Linked DNA regions of Anas platyrhynchos: region 1 is linked to region 2. The links are chromatin contacts, called in public Hi-C maps. All regions are on one chromosome and are shown on one strand. Each heading gives the region's core, a stretch centred on a gene start, on an enhancer-like site or on the middle of the called end of the contact. The rest is flanking DNA. Distances are from core to core; before and after follow the strand shown. Region 1 overlaps LOC106016617 (a long non-coding RNA gene). Region 2 overlaps GADL1 (glutamate decarboxylase like 1).

Evidence for each region. A called contact is a pair of places that touch in the nucleus more often than the background predicts.
Region 1: a Hi-C map of subcutaneous adipose tissue shows a contact between it and region 2, with 1.9 times the contacts expected there. The contact joins two enhancer-like sites. A contact is called at or near these places in 4 of 8 Hi-C or Micro-C datasets (F1 follicle, skeletal muscle and subcutaneous adipose tissue).

Annotation. Positions count from the first base shown.
Region 1 is chr2:117,266,055-117,269,189 of IASCAAS_PekinDuck_T2T, forward strand. All of the region lies in intron 1 of LOC106016617 (a long non-coding RNA gene), which reads right to left. Among named protein-coding and RNA genes, the nearest start is that of TGFBR2, 170 kb to the left of the region's middle. Within about 2 kb of position 1,402, at least 1 of the 8 cell types and tissues checked has an H3K27ac peak or open chromatin away from gene starts, as enhancers often do. A contact at or near this core is called in subcutaneous adipose tissue, where this site is marked.
Region 2 is chr2:117,009,428-117,012,381 of IASCAAS_PekinDuck_T2T, forward strand. The region is part of intron 14 of GADL1 (glutamate decarboxylase like 1); the gene reads left to right. Among named protein-coding and RNA genes, the nearest start is that of GADL1, 74 kb to the left of the region's middle. Within about 2 kb of position 1,639, at least 3 of the 8 cell types and tissues checked have an H3K27ac peak or open chromatin away from gene starts, as enhancers often do. A contact at or near this core is called in subcutaneous adipose tissue, where this site is marked.

The sequences.
Region 1 (3,135 bases), core at 152-2,651, 260 kb after region 2:
TTCATTTTAGGACAACTTACATGAAGAATTTTACTATATGGGACAGGGCTACTCTTCAGAAATTGATTGTAGTTGTTGCTGAGCCTAGTCTAATATTAAAAGCAGGTATATTTTCATGATTCAATGTGCAAGGTGCTGTAGCCGTATCTACAGTTTAGGAAGCCAATTAGCTGCAGATATTACCTGCAGAAGCCGACACAAACTAAAACGCTACCTTATTATGAGAAAACAAGCATCAAAAGAATAGATTTAAAAAAAAAAAAAAAAAAAGGATCTAAAGTCCCTTCCTCTGGAAGAGATGATGCTATAAGACAGTCAACTCATTCCCCAAAACAGGCAGCATGACTGTGGTGTGATTAGGAAGGGGTAGGGGAAGCCAATGATTTGTCATGTTTTTCCAGTGGTTATGGTTGGAAAATAATTCTGTCGATCCTCCAGAACAGGAAAAAAAAAATGTGCTCCCCACAGGAGGATTTCAGGATGTTCAGTGGCAGAAATGCCTACTTTATGTGTTCCCCTTTAATGGGAACACATGCTGAGGAAAAAGTTATAGATGCTGCCTCAGGAACACTCAAAATACATTCATAATTAGACCACGAAAAGTCTCTGTAATGAAAGCAAGCAAAACAGTTGCCATGTATTGGGGTGGCAGGGCAGGTTAGAAGGATATTATCCAAATCTGGATAAAATTCAGGATCATACAAAGGAAAGAATGCTGCAGTGATTCTATTTGACAGTTACAAACCAGCAATATTTTAATTCCTTCAGACCTCATTTGCAATATTTGCAGCCCCATCATTCCTCTTAACACATTTATAGAGTCAAGAAAATGCACTGAAAGACAAGAGAACCAGAGTCGACGTTGACCCATGACAAATTGGAGCACGGAATCAGCAGCCTCTATTCACTGAGCTGTGCTGCAGTGAATCTCTTCCAACCCTCCCAGCTGAGACTGGAACACTCCATGCATGTGCTCTGAAGTGTTGAAATAATGACTCCAATCTCACTCCCAAATAAAAGTGCCATCTCAGGCTGTCTGTAGAGATCCATCCTTTTCCTTTCTATCCTGATGAAGATGCAACAAGCGATCACATCTCCAAGGGAACATGCCCTCTGTGTGCAACCTTCTCACAGTGGTGGCCCAACTCCTTACTCCTGGTAAGGCAGGCATCAGAAGCAAATGAATTACATTTCAGATGACTAACTGAGGCTGGATGTGGCACACTTTTATATTTAAAGTTGATCTTCTATTATATTTTCTTAAAATTCATTCCAGTGAGGTTTCAGCTAGTCACTCTCCACTGCTACTCTATCCTCTGAAGTACTGCAGAGAAGAAGGAACTTTTCTACTCCAAAATATGTTTGGAATTTAGGTCAGAATAGCATTCTCCTATTAATGCTATTAAATTACAGTAGAAGGCTTGCTTTCTCCACCTAGTGGCTAAAATGCAAAGCTAATAACCAGTGCTATGTGTGCCCTAAAGGGGGAAAAAAATAATTTCCCCCAATGAAAGAAAAAGGACAACCTCAGTTCCCTGATATTTTGTGGGGCTTCATTTTATGAAGAACTGACAGGCTTTTTCCTACCCTCACGCCTTCAATAAGAAGGATTTTGCCTTTTGAGGCAAATCAAGGGATAAGGATTTTGCCCTCAGTGAAAGCTGTTAGACCCCTGGAGACCCAAACCATTTGTTTGCTCATGGAAGTGGCACTGTACAAACAAATCATCCCGCTATTACAACGCTGAGATCTGCCCAGATACACGCTGAGCAACACGAGAGGAGGAAATGCAAAGGTGAAGTTTTCTTACATGTGTACTCTTAAGCTCACTGTAGGTAACTTTTGCTGACTGGCAGAAAGCAGAGAAGCCTAATGATCATGGTGTGGTTTGATCCCAGACAGGCAGGCACGAGGTTGTGGAGTCTTGGGAAGGCCACAGCCACATCTTCTCATTTATGTCCTTCAGGCTTAGAACAATAGGAGCAAGTTCTACAGCTGCGCTTAGTAAGTACTTCCAACAGGATTGCCCTTCATTCAGATGACCCTCCTGCTTAAATTGGCTTTATGGGAATATTATATGCTTGATCTGGTCCACAGGATTCAAATGGGTTGTTTCATAATTGTAGCTAAAGTCTACTGTGCATGCAATTCTTTTCCAAGGCCAAATCAAAATGATACAAGGAAACAAGTGCACTGATGGATCACTAACTACAACCCAAAGCAATGACAAAAGGTAACCAAGCTGCTGCAAAGTTGTTCTCACCAGCCTGCCCCTTCTTCCCCTCTTCAAAGTAGGGGTAAATACCACTTTCTGGGGACAGTTTACAGGAGGAAAAAAAGTGGAAGCTAAACACAAATAGAATAGAAAACCATTTGTGGTTCCACAACTAATTTATTCTTCCAAGACGCCAAAAGGAAACAGTCCTTCCTCCGATTACTTTAAGGTAGGATCTGACTCAAATTTAGGTACCTCAACCCTGACTTCCAAATGCACTGTAGTTTCCCAAGGCCCTCTTTGTAATCAAAGGAGATCAATAGGTGCCTCTGCACCTGCCAGGTAAGTCAACTCTGATTTGGGATGCTAAAGGAGAACACATGACTTGTACCATAGCATACTAGGGCTGAAGTTTTTAAATGCTATGCACTTTAATTTTTTAACCTAAGAAACTAGCAGCCTCTCAAAGTGAGCACAGCGGGTGCTTCATTTTTGAGACCAAAAGTCCAGTCAGAGTATTTTTACCATTTCAAAAGGAGAGGGAAGGGGACAAAGAGAAGAAAATATTCTATCCATATCTGCCCCCCTCTATCAGCTAATAATCTAATCAGCTCTAAGTTTCATAAAAATGAGGCAGACAAGAGGCTGATGAAGTGCTCTGAGGTGCATTTTTCCACTTCCTAATGGCCCAGCCCACTGACTTCTAAGGTAACATAGAAGTGGCTTGGCTCAGCAACTACACCCTACTCACATGCAGATTTGGATGGAGATACACGAGTGCCTTGCCTCCTGCGTCATAAGGGGTGTGCTGTGGAAGAGGCATCTCCATCATATCTTTGGCAACGAGCTATGACAGGAAAAGCTTTCGTGGCTTGTAACTCCTAATAAACCCAGTCCCATTCAAAGGTATCTGTTTGTGC
Region 2 (2,954 bases), core at 389-2,888:
AGTGTTATCCTGGGACAAAATCTATATGGATGAAGTGTTGTTGATCTTGGTAGGACTCCATGTGAAAGGGTTTGATAGCTTTATTTCACGTCCAGATTAGGGTTTAAGTAAATCAATCTTGGACAAGCAAAACAGTTATAATAAATGACAGGTATTGGTCCTATATTTCAATGGATGGAAGGGAGAAGGGGTCATTTTTTTTGTTAAATTGGGTGATCTGTTCAGACAGCAGCCCTGCTTTTGTGGTAGCAGTGTGGGTCATGGTAGAACAGCCCCACCTCTCCCAAACAGATTAGAAGCAGCCTCTGTGAAGGTCATTATGCTGTTTTTAAAGGGGGGGAAACTAGTTTTGTTGTAATACTCGTTTTTCTTTAGAACTTTATAAAGAATATGAAAAAAGACTCCTTCCTGTCCTTTAATCCTTACTCTAATGCAAATACATAAGGTGTTACCAGTTGGGAATCGTTCCAATTTTCTGAAGCAAAGTTCGTTCTTCTACTCAAGAAGTGTATTGAGTTTTTGAACTTGTGTCATCAAATAATGTAATCTTTCTATTGTAAAGTGCTCCTCCCAGCCCCAGACATTCATGTTGCACTGTTTTTTTTTTTTCCCCCAGTGGAGAAGGAGAACAGAAGCTCATCCCTATGCATACAAACTAAAAAGGTTATTTTTTTCCTGTTAGTTACTCTTGCTTTCAAGATGACAAGCTGCCCTTTCATCCTGCATGGAGAAGAGAGAGCTTGTCTTTGGCAGCATTGAAAAGACTGGAAAACCTAGTCACTAAAATGGAAACTTAGCAAAGTGTTCTGCAGAACCTTGTGTGCACTATGAAAGCTTTTAAAACAATTGTTTTTATAAAAACCAGTAGCACTCGACTCTCTTGCTACTGTTTAAACAATTCCGAGTGCTCTTGCCTTTGGAGGTTTCTCAATGCCTAGACTTTGCACATGACTTGTTAATAAAACCTTGGTAAAGCAACACAGAAATGTGAGAAATAACAAGGAACGTTATTCATAATAATAAGGAATCCATGTGAATTGTCTTGAAAAGATATGTGTACTCAGACAGAAGACAGCACGGGACTGTGAACCTGGAAAACAGTGGTGTCCAACAAAAGTTTTATCTGTAAGTGAAACCATACCCAACCATCTTCACATGCTGACTCGTGGCTGCTGTCTGTTCTGCCTCCTCAGAGGCAAATACTGTTAATGTAAGAGCTTTGATCTGAACACTTTTTTGTTGCATAAATGACCAGCTAAAGAAGTCATTCAAGGCAATCAAAATCTGAAGCCAACCTGTCATCTCCTATTAGTCAGGTCGTTTGCAATGATTTGTGGGGTTCATTAGTGGGTCTTCTGGCAAAAAGTAACCGGTGAGAAGATGATGTGCAAAATATGATAGCATAGACATGCTGCACAGCCTTGCGTTGAAGGTGCATGAAGAATGTCTGTATCAAGACAAAAATACAGCTGCATCTGGTCTCCTTTGATATGCTAGTTGTTCCAAAGAATGTGGAAGTGGTTACTGCTATTTTGACAAATGCGCTTATTTCTCCTTTTGTTGCCTGGTGTGGCACAAGGGGAACACTGGCGCAATAGTGTACAGCAATAATTTATTAGTGGTTTAGGGATGTGGGCCCAGAACAAATTCTAGACAAAAGAAAAACATGTTTGGGTTTTACAGAGCGCCTTGGCTACAGGAACAAAGCCATGATTGGGTGTGCAAATATTTGGTATTTCGATTGTCCCAGTTGGGGTGACAGCTGACAAATGGTCTGAGTTTGTTTTTAATTATCACCAAAAGAAAAAAAAAAAAAAAAAAAAAAAGGCTTGTTGTTTCAAAGCCAGCAACTGATTTTGCAGCACAAGGCAACAAAAGATATTTAACAGTGGAGGATATACTTTCTCAGTGTTACAATATGCTGAAAGCGCTATTACTTCCAAATATTTGTAGTCTTTAGCTAGTTTTGTGATTACAACCAACCAAGCAAAGTGTTTTCTTCACTTGTATTGCATCCAATGATCAATACTAAAATGCCAGCTACCGTGCTCACTTAACACTAACAGGTATCATTGGTATCAATGTTATCTTCTGCACACACTGGAAAGAGCAGGAGATATGCGGTGACAGATGCTTGTGAGACCTATTTGGCACAAAAATTACTTAATATATATCATACTAGTGTACAGAGCACCCGTGAGGTATCAGGGTCAATTACAAGAGATATATGAACACACAGAGACTTCACTGCCCGGAAGGGTTATAGGCCCCCTGTGAAGGGAAGAAGAAGCATGTTACCCAAAAGAGATTGAGTCATTTGTCCAAGACAACCCAAACAGTAGGGCAAGGGACCAATCCTGTTTGTTGAGTCTGTATCCATTATTTCAACCACCTCGCTATCGTTTAAGTAAGATAAGAACAATGTTGAGAAGACCCACTGAAATTAGAAGGCCATATATAAAAGTTTAAAGTTGTGTCCAAATGCTTAATTGAATTGGGGTTTTGTTTACTTCTTGGTTGCAATTACTGTACAACAGTTGTTTTCTTGTGAATATACATGAATCTGAATCATTTCTTGCAGGAAGTGTAACTTGTCAGAATTTGAATAGCCAATAAGTCACCTTTTAAGTAAAAATCATGAACCTCTGAACAAATTTGCCCTTTCTAGGGAGGCCAAAATGGATTTTTGTGGTTGGATGAGAGAGACTGTTCTGCATAAACTTGTCTTCTATTGCAAGAAAGAATTGAGACAAGAACACAAAATGTGTTTTCCATTTTTGTGAAATCATGAGAATGTGATCTTTCCATTTTGTCAAAAGGGTGACTTTTTTTGTCTTCTAGCTACAGCCCTCTGCCAATTTCTAGTGCAGCATTCAGTACCTCGGAAAGTTTCATAAAGGCTGTATTTGAGGAAGAAAAATAGTTTGATCTGCGAATATGCTGCTGTCCTTCCA